2 separate regions of the Arachis hypogaea genome follow, and region 1 is linked to region 2. A link is a contact called in public Hi-C data. All regions are on one chromosome and are shown on one strand. The core of a region is the stretch at or near the end of the contact, and the rest is flanking DNA. Distances in the headings are between cores, read along the strand shown.

What was found. Hi-C and Micro-C count contacts between places; a contact is called where the count stands out from the background.
Region 1: a Hi-C map of an unstated tissue shows a contact between it and region 2, with 2.2 times the contacts expected there. The contact joins the promoter of LOC112738018 here to the promoter of LOC112738012 in region 2. A contact is called at or near these places in 2 of 8 Hi-C or Micro-C datasets (leaf and an unstated tissue).

What each region holds. Positions count from the first base shown.
Region 1 is chr13:34,419,134-34,425,718 of arahy.Tifrunner.gnm2.J5K5, forward strand. It overlaps LOC112738018, which reads right to left and starts at 1,732. Exons shown (of 2, transcript XM_025788240.3): 1 at 1,026-1,732. The coding sequence starts at 1,624.
Region 2 is chr13:34,268,899-34,275,268 of arahy.Tifrunner.gnm2.J5K5, forward strand. It overlaps LOC112738012 (ATP-dependent 6-phosphofructokinase 3), which reads right to left and starts at 3,850. Exons shown (of 11, transcript XM_025788229.3): 1 at 2,993-3,850; 2 at 2,865-2,911; 3 at 2,746-2,785; 4 at 2,594-2,656; 5 at 2,378-2,515; 6 at 2,022-2,303; 7 at 1,805-1,934; 8 at 1,446-1,711; 9 at 1,256-1,304; 10 at 1,010-1,164; 11 at 442-826. The coding sequence starts at 3,094. The coding sequence ends at 677. LOC112738013 (mitochondrial-processing peptidase subunit alpha) reads left to right here and starts at 4,500. Exons shown (of 13, transcript XM_025788230.3): 1 at 4,500-4,867; 2 at 4,988-5,239; 3 at 5,323-5,619; 4 at 6,233-6,370. The coding sequence starts at 4,829.

The sequences.
Region 1 (6,585 bases), core at 482-2,981, 150 kb after region 2:
TTGTTGGTTATGATTTATCTAACTATCACTATTTCAAAAAATTATTTTACACGGTCATTTGGTTGGTAGTTAGTCGTTTTATAAAGTAATTATGTTGTTATTTATACACGTTCACATTGGATGTTCGTTTTTTGTATAATTTTGGATGTTCACTTTCTCAGTTTTCGTGGATGTTTATTCTTCAATTAATTCAACAAGACCCAGGCAGCAGGCTAGCACTGAAATGACGCGAGTGCGGGGTTCGGAGCTACAACTCACGTCGGCGACGCTGACAGTTGCAGGTCACGGATGTTCGGCCCTGTGAAGAGTGACGGAGGTTCTTTCGGCGAGGGCGTTGGCGCGAGGAGGCGGAGAAGGAACAGAGGCTATACATCGTGCATAAACAGAACGGTGGGATGCAGGTTGCTGCGTACACGGTGGGGTGGCAGAGAAAGGAGTATTTTTCTGCGGAACAAACAATGGGTTTTTTTGAGGTAGGGTAACGGTGGATGATAAAGGGTTAATGTGAAAGAATTTGAAGTAAATTAGGGGTAGATATCACAAAACTGAACAAGTAACTAGAAATTAGGAATAATAATGTTTAATTTACATTATTAATACATATTGAGTCAAATAAACAGCTATTATACATATCATATAGATACCTCATTGTCTTTCTAGCGGGACTCCTAATAGAAGCATTAAAAGAATGGTGGTGGTTTGCATGAGACAGATAGAAATGAAAATATCTGGTTTGATGAGGAATGAAGAAATAGAATGAGGTGGCGGAGAAGATATCCACCAAATGAGATATGAACAACATACATACATGGGAGGGTACCAGGTACCATGTGAATATAGATCGACATCGACATGCCAGCCCGCCCACATGTCTAATCCTTACAATGTATATATGTTGTTTTCACTATTATTGAAGAGAAATTATTTTTGTAAACCAAGTACTTGCATAATGTATTGTTCCTTTCAACACACATGAAAACGTGACCAGAGCCTAATGAAGTAAGAGAATTGGATAGAAGCAGAACCTGGATCGGTGGTTGCGATCGGCACTGAACTTGCAACTGAAAACGGGTTGCCTGATGTTCCCCTGAATCTGGAAAACCACCGGGCTGCACTCCGGTTCGCCCCCGAACTGGAACACGAACCGAGGGTCCGGTTCAGAGCGGACAACCACGTGAAGCCGGGCCCATGGCTTGTTCTCCTCTCGATGCCTATTCTTGGCCAGCTTGAGCCAGCCAGTGTGGAAGGTCATGGGGCGAGACAGTGCATTGGCAAGGTCAACGGTGACAACCACGCGGCCGAGGAGCTTGGCGGCGCTTAGCCCGCAGGTGTGGGACATCCGGCCATTGTAGACGGAGATGGTGATTGGGAGGGGCTTGGCGGAGAGGCGGCGGAGAGCGGTGGAGTCGAGGTGGAAGGAGGGGGCAGAGGTGGTGGTTTCGGGGGTAGAGTTGGAAGAGAGAGGGAGGAGAGCGGTTTGAGAAGGGAGGGACTTGGCGTGAATGGTGCAGAAGCAAGGGGTGGTGGAAGGGTGGACGCCGGAGAGGGGAGAGGGTTTGGTGGGAGAAGGAAGCTTGAGAGCGAGTGAATCAATGGTGAGGCGTAAGAATGGGTACGGATCCATTGGATTCTTGCTAGGAGCTACCAGATAGTGTATTTATGTGTTGTTGGTGGTTGTCAATTCCAAGTCAGAAGCTGAGGGCTTAGATATAGAGTTAGCGAGGGTGATATGTTACTTAGCTGTTTTGATTAAGCAGTGGCGGTGGGGCCCTCTCACCCCGTAATCCCTATGATGGGAGCATGGGAGGCAAAGGCAAGCATGTCCCTGTTGGAGTCTCCTATCCTCTCTCATTAATAAGTAATAACCCTACTTCTTAATCTTTGTTGCCTTTCTACGCTACCCTCCCTTATTTACCCACGCTAAATTCACCATTCATCATTCCCCTTCAAACTTCAAACCAATTACTTAACCTTTGCCAGCTGCTGACGCTTCTTGCTTCTTCGGATTGCCTATGCCCAATGTCACGTCTATTCATGCATGTCATTATTCATTCTCAATTACAACTACTACTGCTTCCTAAACATATACCAGTAACACTGGTTATTAACAAACTCATCAAGTCACCTGCTTTAAATGTTTAATTGTACAGACTGATCCCCACCATTCAAGGTTCTGGTTCTGGGGTTTTAGTTTAGCTGCTTATGTTGTTGCAACCAATATGTCCTATCACTTTGCTTTTCTTAAACCATTGCTTTTCTTTACTAGGTAATTTTCTTCTTAATTAGCTTCTATCTTTATTCAACTGTTGTTTTTTTTATTCAATTTATCAGCATCTACAATGGCATGCTTACTGATCGAGAGGTGACAAATCTGTTCCCCTACATACAACAAATGAATCAATTTTTTTATTTTCACATGTTAGTCAGAAACTATAAGACAATTCATTTTTTGAATAATTTAGTTATTGTAATGAATTACAGAAAAGTAGAACAAAGGTTTAATTTATAGTCTTGTTACTTTAAGAGAACATGGAAAACTCCAAATCATTATTAAAAAGTAAAAGAATAATTCATAGATCGGAGTATTTTCAAGGTATTAAATATATAAAATATAAAATAAAATTCAGAGTAATAATATATGTGGATCCTAAACCAAGGGAATGTGACACATTACATCCAATGCTTGATCTCTAACGTCTCCAACTCCATGAGCGTAACTGCCTAAGAAGATGATATAATAAAAATATTTGATGAATATAATAATTAAAATATTGACATATATTATATTAACTAATCTAATTAAATACATTAAATTATTTAAAATATTTTTAACTGTTATTTTTATATAAAAATATTTTGATGTGAGTGATCGATCCAAGCATCCAGCAACAAATTTGCCCTGCATTAAAGTGCCCTGAGAAAGCGAATAATAATGCTCTTCCAGAATTAGATATTAACATATAAATACTGTTAGCGTAATTAGTTGTTATTATGCCTTTAAATCGTTACTAACTAAAGTCTTAGATCCGGTAAGCCTTCTCTATTGCAATGAACTAAGCAACTAGAATAGGTCAGAAATTCCAAGCATGGAATAATTAAGTTTGCCTCTTTGTCTGTATGTTTATAAATGAAAGTGATTTTGCCAGCTTCAAATATGGAAAAGAAACAAAGTTGGTAGACACATACAGATAGACACAGGGCTATTAAGGTTGTAATTATATTTTGGTTCAAGATTATTGGTATGTATGATGGACCGTAATATGGTCCAACGAAGCACATATCCGTGGACCAACCTTGGTTTTGATTTGATTTGATTTGCCTTCTATGTTGTATCTATTCCCATTCCTTTAATTATTGACCTTTTCCTGGCCAGTGGCACTGAATCCTTGCAAGCACACAAAAGACCAACCTACTGCATTATTGTGGTGGTTAAACCATGATTAATTGTCACCAAAAAAAAACCATGATTAATTCGCGTTTTGTAATTTAGGACCCTCCATTACACCCCATATATAATGTGCATTGCAGTTTAGGCGATTATTATGCACACCATGACTTAATCAAGACGTCACTACTGACTAAATTCCCAAAACAAACTACATAACCATATTTATTTTTAAAAGTTAAAAAAAAATATTAGATAATTAATATTTTTATATTTATCTTATATTGTGATCACCACTAAATTTTCATTACTTTGCTGGGACAAGTTTATTGGGTTATGTACCACTAGTTCTCTATTATATAGACGATCCAATATTTTTTTTTCTTTAACTATTTGTTAAAATGGTTTCGATAAGGAACTATTTTTTTTTAAAATAAAAATTACCAATTAACAAATTGTAGATGAATAAAAGTTAATGGTTTAAAATTGTTGTTATAGAAAGGAAAAAAATGTTGATTAATTATTAACTAAAAAAATAGAACGAAAAAACTTTTTCGATCAACAATTAGTTAATAATATTTTTCTCATTTTTTATTTTTTTTATTTATTATTTTATTCGCTAATTATTGAACGAAAAAATTAGTTCATTAACTTAGAAAATTTTGTTTGCAGTCTTTTTCTTACCATATCTTACTAGTGAATTAATATTCAAGCTGTAAACACTGAACACCAATAACTTGATTTGGACCCAACTAATAAAAAGGAAAATTGATTTTCACTCCCTGCCTAGGTTAGTTTTTCTCTTTCTCTCACTTCCGACTTTACTATGAGAAATTGAATTGGTAATCACATAGCTCTCGTTATTAGTTTGTCAGTTTAGAAGTTTAATTAATTAGACTCTGCTTCAACTAAAATAACTAAATTATAGTAAAATTGTTAGAAAATAAATTAGAATCAATATTAAATTAATTATTAATTAATATTATTTATATTTATATATTAATTATAAGATTAAATATTTTTATTATTCTAATTTTTCTAGTATTTATATATACTCCTTGTATATTGTACTTTTTTATAATCTGAATAGACACTCTTTTAAATTGTTCTCTGTTTCTAACATGGTATCAAGAGCATAGGATTTTTTTTTTTATGTAAATTCATTTATAACCCCTTTGTTTCTTCTCCTCTAACAGTATTCTTTAGCTTCGTTTTTCAATATTTTTTTAATGCTTTGATTCGTCACAGCCATTCTCACCATGTTTGTCTTGTCGTCGTAATTCTAACGCATCCAGATTCACCGTCATTCGCCACCAGATGCGTCGCCGCAAGACGCTGCCGTGACCAGTATTCTTGTCCTTCCAGATTCATCCTGCGCCGTCAGATTGGGCTCCGCGATCAACGGCCCAACGCTCTCCATGTGTTGCCCCTATTTGCTCTGTGCTGACCTGGCAGCCCGCGTCTGGACCCGACCCGGTTCGACACTTGACCCGCTTTCCAACTCACTCACCAGCATGCATTCCCCTCCACTCAAACGTCGCCACGTGGCATCCATCTACTGACGTGGATGTTGATGTGGCAAACAGTGGGACCCTCCTTAAGATTTTTGGCGAGCTCTTTCCAATTTTGCACTCCGATTTTTTATTTTCTGCTCCGAAATTACAGTTTTCTCTCCTCCCTTTGATCTTTGTGTCTACTATTATGAGAAAGTAAGATTTTTGCTACCACAGACAGAAAGGGTAAATTCTGTCGAAACTATAACCGTTCCAGACACCTCTTTTCCGACTGTCCTTCTGTTGAATATCGTACATGCCACCAAAAAGGTCACATTAGCTACCATTGTTCACAGTTGTTCTGCCATTATTGCAAGCTCTCGAGACATTTGATTACTACCTGTCCTACTCACCCATCACGTCCTGATCAACTCAAGTATCATTCTCGTCCCAACTTCTCCAAGATTGTGCCTGCTTCTGCTGTTGCTACTACTACTGAATCTACCACATTTGCTCCTCTCAACCCGTCTCCTGTCTCTCTATCTGATATTGCATCTCTTCTTCAGCATCTTCTCTTGCTTTCTGGTAATACCCCTGCTGCTTTTTTTACTCCTCCAAATAATTCTAAATGGTATTTTGACTTGGGTTGCTTTAATCACATGTCTCCGTTGCGTAAGATTTTCTCGTCTCTGTTTACCACTACACATGCACCTTCTGTCAATACTGCTAATAGTTCCCTCTTGCACTCAACACACAAAGGGTTCTATCTCCCAGTTGACTCTTAATCTCCCTGATACGTATTATATTCCCAAATTGAACTTTAATCTTATTTCTGTTGATCAACTTGTTGATAAGGATTTTGATGTCATTTTTTCCATTTCTAGTTGTCGTGTACAGGATCGTCGGACGGGACAAATCATCGGGATTGGACGTAAGGTCGGAAGGTTGTTTGAACTCGAGAATCTTCATATTCCTCCTGTGCCAAATCTCGGTGCTGCTTCTTCTCCATCTACCCTTCACTTATGGCATAAATGTCTTGCCCACAGCTCCTTAGGAAAATTGCGTCCTCTTGTGTTTCAGGGTGTTTTGGGTCATGTTCCTAATGAGTCTTTTGATTGTATTTTTTGTCAAACTGCCAAACAACCTGCTTTATCTTTTCCCAATAATTCCTCTCTTGCTTGCTCTTCTTTTGATCTTATCCACTCTGATATTTGGGGCCCCGCTCCTACTGCTTCTATGGGAGGAGCTCGATACTTTGTCATTTTCATTGATGATTATTCACGCTTTACTTGGGTTTATTTGATGACTAATCGCCATGAGTTACTTCAGATTTGTATTAACTTTGCCACTATGATTAAAACTTAGTTTTTCAAGGTCATTAAGGTTTTTTGACGCGACAATGCTATGGAACAAAATGGACGAGTTGAATGCAAACACCGTCACATTCTTGACTCTGTTCGTGCAATATTTCTTTCTTCTTCGTGTCCTAAGTGTATTTGGGGTGAAGCTGTTCTTACTGCTGTTCATGTTATCAATAGACTTCATTCTTTTGTTCTTGGTAACGTTACTCCCTTTGAGCGTCTTTATCATACCTCTCCAGATTACAGTTCTCTTCGAATTTTCGGTTGTGTCTGTTTTGTTCTTCTTCAGCCTCATAAACATAGTAAACTTGAACCTAGGGCTCGTATGTGTTGTTTCCTTGGTTAT
Region 2 (6,370 bases), core at 2,600-5,099:
TCGAGCGAAGAGGGATTGATGGTTTGGGTGCTACACCTCCTGCATGTACAATCCTTCAATGCAATCTCCGTACGCCATTGTCAAGAACTCCCTTACTTCCCACTCCCACTCCTCCACTCTGTACCCTTTCGAGAGCGTCACAATGATTTGGTAAAAAATAAATAAATTTAGATTTTAATATTTAAAAAAATTATATAATTATTCATTTTAAAAAACTATTTAATTATAAAATGATCTTATTTTAGTTAAGATGTTAATTCTCATTAGATTAAATTAACTCAAGTTAAAAGTAAACATTCAATTAAAATATATTATGTCATAGAAGATAATTTACATCTTATTTAACAGAGAGTTAGGTAGAATTCATCTTTATTTTTACGTCTATTTAAATTGTTTTCCAAACCTATCAAATGGTTGAGTTACCTTTCAGTACACTACATATTCAAATAGAGTTGTTGCCAATAAAAACAGAGATCCATTTACAGAATAAAGAAAATTCCAAAGAAACAGGACAAAAACATAACAAAGAATATCTTCTCATGGTCACAGCCATCTGATCTTAATCTTATGTACTACTTACAAGGCATGAATGATGATTAAGGTAAACCCAGGATAATAGCTTCTAAAAGTACACAGCAATGTAAATACACCTAACTTTTCTTCCTTAACCAAAGCGTTATTTGGCCGATTCCGATGGTTGTTCTTCCTTATTCTCTTCAGCAATATCAGGCTTATGTATTATAAAACTAGGCTGGTTTGTTGAAGATAAAAGTCTTGCCCACATTCTATCAGTTATTATTACTTTGTTCTGTCCCTCAATGATTCTCTGCAAAACAAAGTTATTACCATCAGAACTTACAGGCAAAACTTTTGTTTATATTTTATCATGTAATCAGTTATCATCACTTGATTTTAGAATGGAAACTATATTCGGTTTGAATTTATGGTTCCAACTTCCTATCTATTTGGCATATATCCAAGAAATAACAAGCATGGTTAAGAAACTCACATAAAAGGGTATATAAGTTTGTCTTCCATTCACAAGGCCACATGTAAAGCCAGTATAACCTGCCATTGCTCCATGAACAGCACTTTGAGCAAGAAGGGTGCAGTAGACATTATCCGAAGCATTGCTTGGAACAGCTCGGATCATATACGTTGGATCTGTTATTCAGAAAAAAAACAAAAACAACTGCTTCAGCTATTGCTCCTTTCAGAATACATCATACATCATACACAATGTATAGTGTTTAACCTATATATTTGAGGTTTATGGTCATTGTCTTCAGTTTGGCAAAATGATCCTGCAAGATCAAAGATTCAAGATGCTTATAACATTAACATGGCTGTAAGGAAGCAAACGGGTCAAATATGGACTGAAGAACTAAACTAAGAGAAGAGGGTAATGCAGTGAAAATATTAAACACATGCATCAGAATTCACACCTTAATCTTGTGGGATATCCATAGGCCAACATCTTGAAGAAGCTTGTTTCCGGAAGCATCTTGCTTGGCCATCGATTGCATGCTCTCGGAAACAAGCTCCTGTCCTGCCCCTTCAGCAATGACAACAACCATGTGGCCGTTTTCTTTGAGTCTCCTCTCTACAAATTCAAGCAATCCACCTGGCCCTTCCAGGTAAAAGGGTGACTCTGGAATTAAGCAACAATCCACATCTCGACTCGCAAGAGTAGCATACATTGCAATAAACCCTGCACCATTCATTACAAAATATCAGGCTTGCTAACCACATTAATTAAAACAAAATATAAGAGTATGCTGATGTGATGATTCTAGAAAATTACCACTGTATCTTCCCATGAGCTTGACAACACCTATGCCATTCTCAATGCTCTCAGCTTCAACATGTGCTGCATTTATAGCACGTTGAGCCTCCTCAACAGCTGTGTCAAACCCGAATGACTTATCAATAACCTATCCAGAAAAGCATTTGCCAAGTTAGTTAAAAGAATTGAAATACACAAAAGACCATTAAGGAATAGAAAAAGAATCTATATGTACCGGGATGTCATTATCTATGGTTTTGGGGATTCCTACAACAGCAACTTTGAGACCACGCCTTCTAACCTCCTCAAAAATCCTGCTAGCACCTCTCTGAGTTCCATCTCCTCCAATGATATAGACCTGATTGATTCCACGATCTTGAATGCTGTCAACTATCTTAGTGGTGTCATGTCCTCCTCTTGATGAACCAAGCACGGTTCCCCCACGCTTGTGGATGTCATTCACGCTTTTTGGAGTCAGTGCGATTGTGTTGTGTGCATAGAAACCCTTGTATCCTCCCTTCATTAATTAGTTCGACCAATTATTACTCAATAATCCTCGTCAAATATATATAACAATCAATAATCACTTACATTGATTCCCATAACTTTCTTGACGCCATACATGTTGTTTAAGCCGCATACTAATTCCCTGATAACGGTGTTGAGACCAGGGCATAGACCCCCACATGTCACAATAGCAGCTTGAACTTCATCTGCTTCGTAATACACCTAACAACATCAACATGCTGCATGCATAAGCACCACCACTCTATCAAATTCAACAGAGATATATACAGAAACACATACCCTTTGACGGGGTCCTGCACGCCGAAAATGCACCCCTCTTGGACTATCTTTGTGAGCAATTATCTGTGTGGAAATGAAGGAAAAGCAGTTACAGTTACATAGTTCCGTATATCAATGCGGTTGAAGAAAGCGTAATTGTTAATGATTCCAACCTTCTGAGGAACACTGTCATCGACGTGCACGAAATACTGCCTGGCAAGAGAAAAAAGCGAAGAATTCAAGATATGAAATTACGATAGAAGAAGAAAGAAGGGCAAGTTCTGAAACTTACTTGACAACTGAGTAAGCGGGATTGTCTTGCAGAGGATTAGAATGTGTCTGCCAACAACACATTTGTTGTTATGAGAAAAAGAAAAAGAAAGAGAGAAATGATTGTGCATGATGCATAGATATACGTACAGGAAGCTCAGGGATGTAATCTGAGAAATGAGGAACATCCTCAAGAACATAGCCAGCGGGGCCCTTGATCACCTTCGGTTTCGAATTCACTGACGAACCCATCCCTCAAAGTCGCAAATGCGGTTTGTCTTCTCTTGTTCACAATTCAAGAAGGATTCAATGAATAAGGCAATAAGCATAAACACAACCTAAACTAATGTTTCTGGTTAAACGGAATAACGAGTGGATCACATGAAGCTCTCATTTATAGTAAACAAAAATAAAATAATAAATTACTACTATTATTACTCATCAAAATCAAAATAAAAATCAGAGTCAAAGTCAAAGATAGTAGGAAACAGAGTCGGAGAAGAGTGCCACCAAACCCAAACTCAAGGTTCCAAAAACTCACGGCTGCTTTGGCTTTTCATAGCAAAAAATAAATACTACCCTATGCATATGGGAACGTTATTTTTCTTTCCTACGGGTTGAAATTATCATTATAATACACAAATATGATTTATTCATGGGGTCAAAAAGGTATGATTAAATTATTCAATTATTTATGACCTAAAATAAAACGGCTGCTAGAGAAATGGCCGCCCTAAATTGTTGGAGTTTGAGGAATGAGGTGACTAGTCTATTAAAGGAGCGACGGCTGCTAATGGAAACATTAAATTAAAATATTAAAAAATGAATAAATAAAAGATATATGAGAAATTTTTTTACATAAACATCTGATTGTATATTATTACTTGACACCGTCACCAAAAAATATATTGTTACATTACATGACTACAATTAAAGAAGAAAACTGGCTCTCCAACAGCTTTTATATATAGTTTGTTTCAATAACCAACAACTTTAAAACATTTCTCTACTTTTCTAAAGAGTTATTGTAGTGTTTAAGTAGAAGTATTTATTTGGGGTGTTCAATATTGACAGCAGAAGACGTTGAAGTGTTGAACGACGTTAACATTCCCATGGACTTGAAGATGTAGGAAGGAGGCAAAGTAGACCAGTTAAATGTTACATTAATATGACATAAGATATAAAAATATAAAATTGTGTTTCACATATAGAATATAGATAAAAATATTATGTTTTAAGATAATAAATTAATATTTTTTGTTTTTTCTAATAAAAAACACAAAAATACTATACAAAACACAAATTTTTTATTGTTTTTTTTTTAAATTTTGTATGAAGAAAATAAAGAAGATAAATTAAATTTTTTATTATTTGTTTTATTTTATATTCAGTTTATTATCAAATAAAATATAAAATATTAATTTTTGTATTTTTATTTTTAATATCATATTTTATTCTGTTATTGAAAACCAAATGCAGCCTAAGTGCTTATGCAACTACATTATAATGATTTATGCACACATTTTAACAATAGAAAAACCTTATATTTTCTTTAAACACTTACAACTACTTCAAATGTTATATATCTCTGCTTCTTTGCTACTATTAAACAAAGTGTCGGCAGATAAAAGATAGAATTTAGTTACATTTATGGTTTTCAAAGAAAATATCTATTGTTACATTCTTAAGGATAGAATAATTAATTCGAACTTTAAAGAAGGAAAAAAGTGGTTCATATTTGAAGTGAAGTGAGATAATTTTCTTCCACTCAATTATATTCCCAGATTATTTAAATATGATAAATAATCCATCATTAAAAAAAGTTTTTGATTGATTGAAGTCTGAAGATGAAAATGAAATGGGCTGGGTCTAGGGCAAGGTTGGAGGAGAGAAGAGGCCCAAAGTCCAAAAGCAAAGAGGAGAGTGAAGACAGAAGAGAGAAGAAGCCTCAGTCATTCACTCATTGATCGCGATTGTCTTGGCACAATGTACAGGAACGCTGCTTCACGCCTTAGGGCCTTGAGGGTTAGTTACCGCTCTCATCTCTCTTGCCATTCGATTCGGTTCAATCCTTAGTCTACTCTCAGAACTGATTTAACTTCTACTATTTCTTAACTAACTTTGATTTCAATCCTACGAGAATAGGCGCGTTCCATCAGCAGGCTACCTGCTACTGCTAGATTCGCAAGTTCGAGCTCCGTTGCCACAACAAAATCATCTCCGTTGGGTGGCTTGTTTGGGTGGCTCACCGGCGGCGGATCCAGCTCTGCTCCCCCTCTGGATTTCCCCCTTCCCGGAGTGACCCTCCCCTCTCCATTGCCCGATCACGTTGCCCCCGGTAAAACCATCATCACTACCCTCCCAAATGGAATCAAGCTTGCCTCCGAAACTTCCGCGGTATGTGTGTTCTCTCTTGGGCATTCTTTGATAGATAGGATAGATTCTAGTAATGTGCTGAGGGCTTTGTGCTGCTTGTTCAGAGTCCTGCAGCCTCAATTGGTTTGTATGTGGATTGTGGTTCAATCTATGAGACTCCTTTAACATTTGGGGCAACACATCTGCTAGAGCGAATGGCCTTCAAGAGCACTAGAAACAGGACTCACTTTCGGGTGGTTCGTGAGGTAGAGGCCATTGGTGGCATTGTGCAGGCCTCTGCTTCCAGGGAGCAGATGGGTTACACCTTTGATGCTCTCAAGACTCATGTTCCCGAAATGGTCGAGCTTCTTGTTGATTGTGTCAGGAACCCTGTCTTTCTTGACTGGGAGGTCAATGAGCAGGTACGTTCCCATATCCTTCTCAAATGCTTCTGTTGATGGTGTTTTTTATTTTTATACTATTCACACTGTTTAGAACGGTGCTATCTGAAACTGAAATTAGTGGTCTATATGAAAGTAGTTCGAACTTCTAACAGATATATTCAATGATAGTATAGTCCAGTGAATGTGAGCCTTGCTTGGGAGGCAGTAATAGGATGTAGTTTGTTGATGTGGTCTTGAAAGAAATTAGGTTTAGTTGTGTATGATTATAATGCCTGGTGTGTGATTTGAAAGTTGAATTATGCCAATAATAATAAAGGATTCAACTAAGTTGTGCCCTAAGGGTACATTTTTAAAATATAATAATAGAAACTTATTAATATTTTTTATGTATTCAATACATTGAAAATGTAAAAAAAAATTAATTTTTGCAATAACTTTTATAAAACATTTCCTTTTATAATATGCTTAACCTATGTCCTTAGGGTACAAGTTAGCAAAACCCAATAATAAATAGTGAAAGGCTGCTGTGTTGGGTTTAGCTGGAAATAAAGGGCAGTAGTGTAAAAGAAGGTTGAGTGTGGTGGGATGTTTCTAACTTAGAAGCTTTATGCTTGTCCTCTGCCATATATAGCTTCTGAAAGTGAAGGCCGAGGTTGGTGAAGCTTCCAAAAATCCTCAAGACTTGCTTTTGGAAGCGATTCATTCTGCTGGATATTCTGGTGCCTTGGCGAATCCTCTTTTAGCTTCAGAATCGGCACTTAACGGACTA